Linked DNA regions of Triticum aestivum: region 2 is linked to region 1. Evidence: chromatin contacts called from public Hi-C data. All regions are on one chromosome and are shown on one strand. The core of a region is the stretch at or near the end of the contact, and the rest is flanking DNA. Distances in the headings are between cores, read along the strand shown. Region 1 has its middle 8.3 kb from the start of LOC123041743. Region 2 has its middle 170 kb from the start of LOC123041743.

The links. Hi-C and Micro-C count contacts between places; a contact is called where the count stands out from the background.
Region 2: a contact with region 1 is called in a Hi-C map of leaf, with 7 times the contacts expected there. The contact joins two enhancer-like sites. A contact is called at or near these places in 3 of 5 Hi-C or Micro-C datasets (all in leaf).

The regions. Positions count from the first base shown.
Region 1 is chr2B:595,108,307-595,114,457 of IWGSC CS RefSeq v2.1, forward strand. It overlaps the pseudogene LOC123041744. Among protein-coding and RNA genes, the nearest start is that of LOC123041743, 8.3 kb to the left of the region's middle. Within about 2 kb of position 2,540, at least 3 of the 8 cell types and tissues checked have an H3K27ac peak or open chromatin away from gene starts, as enhancers often do. A contact at or near this core is called in leaf, where this site is marked.
Region 2 is chr2B:595,268,464-595,274,284 of IWGSC CS RefSeq v2.1, forward strand. No RefSeq gene overlaps it. Among protein-coding and RNA genes, the nearest start is that of LOC123041743, 170 kb to the left of the region's middle. Within about 2 kb of position 3,093, at least 6 of the 8 cell types and tissues checked have an H3K27ac peak or open chromatin away from gene starts, as enhancers often do. A contact at or near this core is called in leaf, where this site is marked.

The sequences.
Region 1 (6,151 bases), core at 1,290-3,789:
TGCACATTCCATGGGGGAATGACATGCCATTGAGAGATGCTCCAACACCTCCGCCACTAGCATCATGTAGTCCTCAAATAGATCCGCCGCTATCCCCACCAGGAAAATCGTTGATGAAGGTTCGCCATGGGAGGCAATATCTAATGGCCGCTTGCCATCCAACCATGCCGAGTCCCAGAAAGGCTTCTTGGCTCCATTGCCCACTTAAATGGTCGTGCAAGTATAAAAAAGCTTCATGTCAATCTCGTCGCATGGGTTTCCCGTACTAATCCACAACTTAGAGTTGTCGGTCCACTCTAACCAAAGTCATCGCAATCGCAGGACCCTTGCGAATTTATCCAGGTGCAACATATAGAGACCCCTAAAATGGGTCGGTCAACAAACAAATTTCCAATTTAACTTGCACTTGGCTTCGGAGGTCTTGTCACTAGGCGAACATAAAAAAGCACGCTCGATCTTGTAAACACTTCTTCCCCCAGAGGAGACGACAAGCAGGTGATGTAATAGATGGCATGAGAAGTAAGCACCGATTTGACTAGCGCAGTGCGAGAGGTAATGTCCCTCACCCTGCCAAGGGGGGAGTTTGACCGCAATTTTATCTTCCAGAGGTTGATGATGCATGCCTTTTAGTACTGAAAGCGGAAGCCCAAAATTATTGATCGGAAATGAAGTGCGCTTGGCGAAGAAGCTCTGAAGAATATCATTAAGATGGATACAATGGAGCTCTTGAGGAAGCTCGTGGTGAGGCCAATCACCTCTCCAAAGGAAACTCAAAATGGTAGCCAAATTTTATATGTCCTGCTTAATGGGGGCAACGAAGATAGCGGTGTCGTCCACGTAGAGCGATGTGCAGAAAGTGGAACCCCTCCCACCAATTTTGTGAAGTAGTCGTTGCTCAATGGCCACGTCAAAGAGAGGATCGATGGCCAACACAAAGAGCAGCGGGGATAGAAGACCCCCACTGCCGAAGGCCCCTGCTATGAAGAATGGGAGCGCCAGAGATCCTGTTGAGGACCGAGGAAGATTTGGATAACAGGGCAGCGACCCAATCCCTGAAACTAGGGAGGTGTTTGGTTCGGCTATCTGTAAGTAACCTGATAACGACGGGATCTGAATACGTTAGTTTCTGTTTGTTTCAACTTCTCCGTAATGAGATCCCGTGTAATCAGATTACATCGTTGTACAAATCTGATTCCGCCCACATCTGCCTGTTGTCTGTTCCCTCTTTCTCATGCGTTTTTCTGGCTGCTGTTCGATTCTTTTCTTGGGGGCTGGAAAAGCACGTCCACAGCGGCGGGCGAAGATTGGGATCTGGCTGGCGGTGCCTGAGATCGGCCCCAGCGGCGCGCGGATCGGGGACTGACCGGCGGCGCGCATCCTCAGCGGCGGCCGGCGGTGCTTGAGAACGGCGGCGCGCATGCTCAGGGCGGCCAGGCCGAGCAGGTCGTTGACGGGGAGAAGGGTGGCCGGCGAGCAACAGGGCATCGGGCAGAGATATTCCTCATGCATTGGAGCAATGGTATCCAATTCCTTTACCCCGCACGAACCAAACAAACTAGGAAGAAAATCATTACACCCCCTAAAACGTTGTGACCTGATTACGTTAACGTTAACATTCCTGTAGCCAAAGGCGTAAACTTTATTTAATCTCCGAACCAGACAACCAGTGTATCACGAAATGCGTCACTGATGGAAAATATTGATACGACGTGTATAATGTATAAACCCTAAATTGTGGCCGACCAAAGGAATGCCAAACAGAGCATCCATCGTTAAGTATCGCAAACCAGCCACAACAGTCCAGCGGTTCTTTTCAGTGGCCATCTCTGGTCACCTAGTGTCATGTTTAAAAAGGATCGACAAAATCCATTCGTCCAGACAATCAGTCATGAACTCATGTTCCCATCCAGCAAAAGACATCATCCACAGTTCTACTAGTAGTATGCATTATCCACATGAAAAAGGAGCTCAAATTGAAAGGCCCCTTGATCTCACCAGAACTATTTACAAAGGAGCCATGGAAAACTCAGTCTCATTTCCACCGCTGGATAATAAGAGACATCATAGTACAAGTAGTACAGTCGGTCTGTACACCAAACGAATCAACAGAATAAACCGAAAGAGGCAATCCGGATGAACCTATGGGATCGGACGAGGCTTAGCAGAGGCAGTCGGCTGGATCGATCAGCCTCGGGTGGTGACGCGGAGGGCGTGCGGCGGCGGCGGCGGCGCGAGCGGCGGGGCCACGAAGGGGAGGCTCCGCAGCATGAGCGTGCGCATCCGGCGGGGGAACGGCGCGCCGTCGAGCAGCTGCTCCAGCACCTCCGCCACCAGCATCGTGTAGTCCTCCAGCAGCTCGGCCACTATCCCCACCAGGAACATCGCCGATGATAACCTTCGCCTTCGCCTTGGCTTCGCGGTGCGGTAAGAAAAGGAATCGGTTTTCGGTAGCTCGGGATTTGTGTGTACTCTGGATGTGGTGTTGACTTGTTACCGTCCGAGAGCAGGCGTCCGCGGCTTTTTAAAGGGGTCGGGTTCCGTGGTGTCGTGTCCTGTGGGCAGTGGACGCTGGTTTTGGATGTGACGGGGTGGCGGCCCGCCTGTGGTATGCGCTAGAATCCGGCAGAAGGAACGGCTACGTTCCCGCGGCGATGGTGTGCTGCGGCGGAGAAACGACCCACATCAGCTGCTGCCGTGAACTTGCTCGATAGCCTAGCCGCCGTGTCTCGCGCAGCGGTTTCCAAAACCGTCAAACCGGCATCGCTCACTCGTAGGTGAATACGACGACCACCGCTGGAATTCTGACATGGGCTGTGGCTCACGATGTAAATGGGACGCTTGCTGGACATCGTCGGACTTGCCCACGTCGGCACCACTTTTTTGTTTTTTCAAAACACACTACACATGCAAGCGATTATATATACGCGCATACATTCAACCTTATAAACTCACACGCACATTCTTTTCACTATAAGCAATTATTTTTTATATTGTGTATGTGGTGTTCATATACTATCACATATTCAGAAAGCAAATACGGAGTTGGACCATGGAATTAAGGGAGGATTGGAAGTGGCGTTGCGGTGCAGATGGTGGCAACAACACCCTAGCATAGGGCAGGGCAGTGACAACTGACTGGCAAAGGAGTTTGTAGCGACCAGACCTCAAACAGTCCGATCTCTATGCATTAGTGTCATCCCTGGATCGATAATGCTGACACGCACAATACTTAAAAGATTTATAACAGAGTAACAATCACACATTTATTACATCAAATGTCTCAAAAGAGAACTTACTATAATAAATATGGCTTAAGGCCATCTAAATACGATAACATCGGAAGACTTGGAAGATAAAGTGAGTCCATCAACTCCAGCGGCATCACTGAGTGAAAGATCACAACCTAAGGCACCTTACTCGTCGTCTGAAAAGTCTGCAACATGAACGTTGCAGCCCGAAATGGGCCAGCACATGGAATATGCTCGCAATGTAACACATAGAGTAATGAAGAGAATAAATACTATCACTACATGCATATTTGGCTGATGGAAAGCTCTATGGTTACAGTTTTGCATAAAGCCAATTTTTCCCTACAACAAAGGAATAAATTTTATTTAACTATCATGGTGGTTATTAAACATTGAGAAGGTTCATCCAACTCAATCCCAATTAAGCATCATCATTAAACCCAATCAAATTATATTAAGAGTGATGAGATCCACATGATAATCCAAGAACTAGATATTCAAAACGTCCATAACCGGGGACACGTCTAACCATGATTATTTTGTACACTCTGCAGAGGTTTGCGTACTTTTCCCCATAAGACTCGAATACATCCATGGTCGGAGAAACGAGACACAGTCTTTCTGAAACAATAACTCTTTATTCTGGGTGGACAGTTACACATACTTTCTGTCACATCCCTAGCTTCTGGTTTGCTCTGAGCTAGCTAGTCATGTGTTGCATCATGTTTAAATTTCAGTTAAACCTGAAATGGGGATTGTTTAAACCCTAGCACCAAATGAATTCAAATAGACTCAAATAAAATCATTTTCAATAAACCCAAAATGCCTTTGAAAATGTTCATGATTCTGATAAAGGTGAAAACCTCTGCCAACGATGATGAACATATTTATAGGTCATTTCTGGATTTTTGAATTAACTCATATTGTATTTGAATTGGGGCATTTAAATCTTATAAATATTTTTAAATGCTCTAATAATTCTGAAACTGGTTGAGGGCTGTTGGAAATAATTTCAACAGTGCCACAAATATTTTCAGGATTTTTAATAATGCTCTGGCATTTTTAATAAGGCCAAAACAATTGTAGAAAATAGAAAATGGAATTAAAAGAGAGAGAGAGAGGGAATCTTACCTGGCGCTCACCTCGCAGCCCACCTGGCCCAACTCCAGCGGCCCAGCCCATCACCGCCTCCTCCCTGTCGTCTTCCTCCCTCGCCAGAAGGACGGAGGTGCGTGGCCGCCCCGCGCCGGCCACCTCCTCCCTCCCTGTCTGCCTGGCTTCCCCCCTCGGTGCTCCTAGATGATGCCACGGAGCGCCCCGCACCCCACCTGGACGATCTCACTCTCTCCCGTGCTCCCCTCACACTGTTCTCTCTCTCCCTCTCGCACCCGAGCGCCGCCGTCGCCACCGACGAGCACCGTCGTGGCCACAGCCACTTCCTCGCCTCGTTGTTGCGCCCAGAGGCTCCGCCTCGACCCCCTCTTCCTCTCCACCGAGCCACGAGGTCCCGGACGCGCTGCAATGCCGCCACCATCGCCGTTTCCGTCGCCGGCCACCGAAGCTCATCGCCGCCGATTCGGGAGCTACCGGACGTCCCCGACCTCGCCCCCGCGCTCCATGGACTCGCTGTGAGCACCTGCAACTAACCCCCCTAACCCCGCTGCCTCTTGCTCGCCGTAGCCGTCGCCCCCTTGCTGCCCACAGCATGCCACCGGCCGAGCTCACCGTCAACGCAGCTCCGGTGACCATTTGGTCACCCCGGCGACTCCAACACGCTCGTAGCACCCCGTAGAGCAGCCCCAGCGCATCAGATGGCTCGCTTGCGAGCTGCAACACCGATCCTGCGACCACCCGAACTCCGGCCGCCGCCTTGGAGCTCGCCGTCGTCGGCTCCAGCCCAGGTCCCCACCACCACCACTCGACGCGCGCCAATGAGAGCTCTCCAACGAGCCCAAGAACGGCCTCGTCTGTGCCCTGTGGGCGTTTTCCGAGCCGCGCCACCGTCTCAGGCCTCGCTGGCGTCGAGTCGCCGGTGGGTTTGACCCACTTTGACCACGACTGGGCCCCCCTGTGTCGATGACATGTGGGGCCGGCCTCTGACTAGAGTTAGTTTAGTTAGTGCTAATTACCATTGTTAGAGGTTAATCACCTCGCTAACTAAACTTTGTATCACTGACATGTGGGCCCATGCCCACTGACACTTTTAGTTAGGATTAACTTAGCACTAATAGTCTCTGTTAATTAGTCTAGTCTCTGACCAGTAGGTCCTAGCGTTAGGTTTGACCTGGACCAGCCCCGTTGACCACTGACGTCACCATGACGCGATGCTGACGCATTAATTCAATTATTGGAATTATTCTTATTCGGGAAATTCCAGAAAATATCCCAAACTTCTAAAATTCATAGAAATTCAACCGTAACTCCAAATCAAATAATTTATATATGAAAAATTATCAGAAAAATCCAAAGAATCTGTTTATGGCATTTTCATGCATATTAGAACAACTTATGGCTACTGTTTAGGACAAATCATTGAATAGCATTTAAATAACCACATGTGGAGTTTGAATTTGAACCTAGGGTTCAAACCAACTTCGTTTAACTTGCTGCTAGTTGCATTAGCTCAAACCACAGCATATTGCCATGTCATGATCATGCATCATATTGTTGCATTGCATTGATTGTGTTCTTCCTTGTTTGCCGGTAATTGTCCCCTCTCGATAGACGTGTACCGACGATGTGATCGATGACACCGATGAAGAACTATACTATCTTCAGAAGTGCCAGGCAAGCAAAACCCCCTTGTTCATTCCGATAAAATCCCACTCTCTCGCTCTTGCTCTCTTTTACTGCATTAGGACAACAACGATTCAGCTGTTACTTGCTGCGGTAGCTGAACCCCT
Region 2 (5,821 bases), core at 1,843-4,342, 160 kb after region 1:
CAAGAGTCTGGGAAATTCCCTAAATTTGAACAAAATATGACGCATTAAAAGAGCACAAAATGAAAAATGAAAATAAGAAAATAAAATATAAAAGAGAAAGGAAATCAAAATAAAAAGAAAAAACCGAATAAGAATCGTACCAGAAAACAAAAAAACAAATGACGGAAAGCTTCCCAAAACCAATCAGGAAACTTCTGGGTGCTTCCAAAAACCGGGCATGCGCGGGTGTACGGGTAAGCCTAGCACTTCCTGAATTTTATTTGGCTCCTTCTATACTAAATAGATATTAAACCATATCGGGCGCACACCCACTGGTTCGCTGTGGGCCACCCAACTATTCTTCTCTCCCACCTGTTATGGGAACATTCTAGAAGGTCGTACCGGATAAGTGGGGTGGGTTTGCGGTGGTTTCCTTCACCCATTTTCTTGTTTCTATTATTTATTTATTAATTTTCCATCTATTTTTTCTTTTATGTTTTTTTATTAAAAAATACTATGATTTTTTAAATCACGAACTATTTTCAAAATCATGAAACTTTTCACAAATTCGTAAACATTCTTCAAATTTAAAAATTTTATTAAATTTATGAACTCTAAACTCAATAATGTTTTTCAATTTTTTCAAATTCACAAACTCAGTTTTTATTTTTGTGATCATTTCTTAAATTCGTGAACTCTGTTTAAATTCACAATGTTTTTCCATTTTTGTAAACGTTTTCAAATTTATGGAGTTTTCATTTTTTTTATTTTTTAAATCCATGAACTTTTTTATTTTTAAAAAATTGCAATTTTATTTAAATTCTCTAAAAAAATCATGTTCAAGAGAATTTTGAGTCTATGATTTTTTAAATCAATTAACATTTTTGAACTTTGTGATTTTTTTGAATCAATGAGCTTTTTTAATAAGTCAATGGTTAGCCGACTGATAGCCGATCGGGTCAACCGTGAAAGGGAGGGAGAGCAATCGAGAGAGCAGCTGACGCATGGGTGCATGCGGTCGTTCCTGGCTTGGCCCATGAGAGCTAGCGCATGAGCGCCACTGGGGTAGCGGGCGCACAAGGCGCCAATTAGGAGTTCTGCTAGAACTAGCGCTATAAGCGCTAAATAGGAAATCGCCGTGCCTGCACCTGCACCCGCACGTCACTGGGATGGGCCGAGACCTAACAGAATAGGCGACTCTTCTGTTGTCCTATTACTTTTTTTTACATTTTTATTTCTTATTACATCCCCCCCCCTTCTTTTTTTTCCTTTAATCTTTTCCTTCCCGTGCCCGCCGCTATGCACCAACGGGACAGGCCAAGACTCCGACTCTTCTGTTTTCCTACATTATTTTATTTTCTATTTTTCATTTGCTCCTCTATTATATATCCCACTTTTCTTGTTTTTTTGGTTTCTTTTCATTTTTTTCCTTTTGTTTTACATTTTGATGAAAAAAATATGTAAGCACTTTTGAAATTGCATGAACACATATTCTCATAGACATGAACAATTTTCTAAAACGTGTGAACTGTTTTTAAAATACACAGACGTTTCGTATGTATAGATATTTCAAGAAAAAGAGATGAATTTTTTATACTTAGATACATGAATAATTTCTTCATTATTAAACAATTATGAAGATATTCAAATAATGATTAATAAAATTATGCTCTCGTCTTTCCAACAATTTAAGAGGTTAAGTTTTTCTCAGGTTATGTTCCTGTAGGCCCGGTGTATCACTTTCAACTTTCCTGTCCGGCCCAAGAGGTTCGAGCAAGGCCCCCATAAGACCTTTATTTCCCGTTATTTGTATGAGAAATGAGAAAGTTTATCTCAAAAAAGGAGAATTGAGAGAGCACGTTGTGACTTGGACAGAAATGTAGATCTTGCAACTCCCTACCCTAAAAAAAGATCTTTGAACTCCCTAAAGAAAAAGGAAAAGGAAAAGATGATTTTGCACTCATGCATCGGGGCCTACTCATGCCCTAACCTTTTCGATTGTCCTTAAACATCACAAGTGCTAATGACCTAACCCCTCATGCCAAGTGGACTAGTTGTTCTCTGCGGCTCCCATCGGAATATCTTCACAACCTCCTAGCCAAGATTCAATAAAAGAAATCGTCCTGCAATTTGAACGGTTCCACCACGAGGATTTTCTGATTATAAGAAAACCTAAACAATATTGTCTCACAAACCCCAACACACGTTACACGTACTGTCATGCGCGCGCCCACAACCGCACATAAAATAGGCGTTGAGTAGTAGTAACATGCTTGACATTGATATCCCGATCCAGACTGAAATTATTGTTTTCCTGTCCGCGGACGGACATAGTTTGATGGCGAAAAAGGCACACGCACATAAACTCAAACAGCTAAGAACTCCATGTAATCTTCTGGCCTCATCACCTGCGTTAGTAGCCGCGAGAATTGATGTTACTTTAATTGGAGGCCGGCCTATGTGTAGTAGGACATACTGTCAGCTAACTAATTAAACTAAAAACATGATTTCTTCCGGGTATGTCGATGTGTTGGGAGTTGAGAGTGTAGCTTGATTACACCAATAATTGAAGACGTTCGTACGAAACTGTCGGCATATTTTTTTTGTAAATGCACACGGTTTATGTCCCTGACAACAAAATAATGTCGCAGGTAAATGTGCACAAGAATGCAGTACAGTTGGTAGCTGTCTAATCTACAGGGTACCCGTCATCTCGTGCCCTTTTTCCTGACTTTACGACGGAGTTAATCGCATCATCTTACATTCTTACTGGCAAGTAGTGTTGCTAAACGTTATCGGGAGATCGTATGTCATTGTCATGAACCGGGATATAATATGGTGGCATCCGTGCACGGCACACCACGGCAGGGAGGGGATGGGGATATATACAGTTCACTCTCTTTTTTTTTTTTTTGAGAAATATATAGTGCAGTTCAGTCGAGGCCGAGACGGAACACACACAGGCTGACACAGGTCGGCCATGGGACGGAGCCCGGAAGTATGGGGGACCGTCGGCGAGCGAAAGCGACGCAACGGGGGAGAGCTCAACGGTTTCGTCAGGGCGCGCAGCCGAGGGGGCCCGTCGCGGCGGTGGGCCTCGGTCCGGGCCCTCTCTGCCCGGAATTGGTAGGAATTGTTTGGGTCCTCCCACCCTCTCCTGCATCTGCATGCATGCACGTAGTCCCCTAGATTTGTTCCTTTGGCCAGGACACCCAGCTCACCAATCGCTCTCTCTCTCTCTCTCTCTCTCTCTCTCTCTCTCTCTCTCTCTCTCTCATGCTACACAGATGCCACACCACTCTCTCTCTCACACACACACACACACTCACATCAACACACACACACACTCTCTCTCATGGTCTCATGGAGTTGCAAATTGCACGGTCTGGGCAGGGGTCATAATAATGCAGCTTGTTGGGATGTGGTTGGATAGGCTTCCATCGATCTGATCACATGCGCCAATTAAACCTAAGAAAGACGTGGCCTGGGGCTGAGAAAGAGATCGGTAGTGGGGGGCGATGAGCTACAGGGACTAGCTAGAGGGGAACCAACGTAGTACTACGCACGTAACATACGTCCAGCAGATCTCCCCGTCATTGCCACCTCATCGACCGATCGAGCCAGTGCCTAGCGCTGGATCTGCTGCTCGCGCTCTGCACAGGACGGAGGGACACAAGTGCAGAGGCTTTTATTAAGGTTGTTGTTTCAAAAAGTCTCCGCCCTCTCTAATAACACATTTATCCTGTCCTATCAGGAGAGATGAGAATTTTGGTGCCACGGTACTGTTTATTACGCCATCTGACACTGTGCAGTTAGGACTTCACAAATGTGCACCGTTCAGTATGTAGTTACTCGTACGTACGCATGCCTGCTGCCTGCACGCTGCACAGGACCGCATGCATGCATGCTTGCGCTAGCTACATGCATGTGTACGTACAACGACTAGTGCAATGAAGTTATTCTCAATAAAAAGGCGTACGTACGTCCTCCCCTAATAAAAGTAATCAGAAAGGCGTCTAGCCTGCCCAATTAAGGAGCAGTACGCACGCATACGTTTGCGCGTACCTCGACCTCCAACGGCGATCTGCATACGGAATTACGGTGTATAGTTAGTTGTGCCGATGGATACAGAAAGACAAGAGGGACGATGGAAGAGATTTTCCTGCCGATGGATGGATCTCTCTCTCGTAGCCAGTGGTCCTCTAAGTTTTTCTGCCCATATCGAGCATATGCCCGTACCGCTACCAATCTACCATGCGTCGTGTACATTTGTAGTTTCTGGCATCAACATTAATCCCATGTCTGGTGGCCTTTTCAGCATCTTCGTCATAAATTCACCACTGTCTCCTTTAGCACATACGGACATAGCTGTGGCACATACCTGCAGGCAGCTGCGGCCAAGAAAATACAATCCATGGGTTGCTCGAAGTTCGAACCTTTTTGACATTGTACTGCAGCAGCTTGCACCAATTAATCCTTACCTGAGCAGATCATAATGTAGAGATCGATGTCCAGTGTATAAAACTCCGTGGTGATCGAGCATCGAGAGAGGGAGCGACAGGCACAGCGAGGGCGTGGATGGCCGGCCGGAGCTGAGGGAGGAGGCATGCGCGCGCGCAGGCTGGGGGAGAGTGGACCACCAATTATGCATGGGCTGTGATGAGGTCCCGATCCCACATCAAGGACACGTTGTAGAAGCATGGCCCGGCCAGTACACTAACCAGGCCCTGACCTGGTCTCTGCGCGTCTCGGCCGGATCGAGCAACAGCGGTACGGCTCCTGCACGATCGGGAGAAGAGATCGATGTACGAGTGTGTGATAGCAGCTCGCTACCTCACCTATGGCTACATAGCCGGTGCCTGGCTAGCTAGCTGCTAACATTATATGTGTGTCATGCGCGGGGTGCCTTGGCTGGCTAGCTCACAAGAAAGATAATCCGGAGATGCATGCGTGCGTGGTCCTCCTCCGGCCATCCATAGCACAGGCACGCGCCAGCGCGCCGTATGATGCGCCCACACCCGGCTCAGCCTGCCTGTATCGGTGTACGTATGCCGTCTGGTCGTGGGTACCATGCGTCGAGCTACTTTTATTGTATTTGTATATGATCCTCTTTTCTCTCCTTTTTGCGCGAGTCATGTGATAATCTTTTCTCTATGTTGTCAAGGTTTTTACCATCGGATGCCCGTGAAGGGACTCATCCTCTGTGTTCAAAACGCTGCCATGGCAGCCCAATGTGCAAGGCCAACACATCGAACCGGTAGATGTAAAACATAACAGGCGGCACACGGTCTTCATTGGCTGGTGGGCAACCAGGATGAATATCCTTGTTCAGGTCGTCTTAGGTCGGACAACACGACGATGGCGCAAGGATGTTTATTTCTTCTTGAAAACGGTGTTGCGAAGTAGACTTAATCATATGTGTTTATTTCGTATCTTTGTAATGTTTCGGCCGTGGTTGTCTTTATTATGTACTCCGCTGAATGATTAATAAATAATGCATGTGTGCATCGCAATGCTGCAGAGGCCTGGGGTTCCAACCTTCTTTTGAAATAAAATTAATAACAATGCGTGCCAGAGGAGAAACAAGATAAGAACAACCAAATTCTTCGGCGAACGTTCTCCGCCAGCTGCCTGAGCCTGACCACCGCAACAGGGGTCTGTGGCCACTCCACCTCTGTGGAAGTTCTCCTCTTCTACACCAGCAAGGTAGCTCGATGTATGCAAGCAGAGGCCAAATGAGATTTGAGAAACAGGTCGATTTCCCCATGCGGAATGGTGAAAATTAGACTGTCACAAATCACCTAGAGCTATGTTGGTAGCCTATCTCAAACATATCATAGTC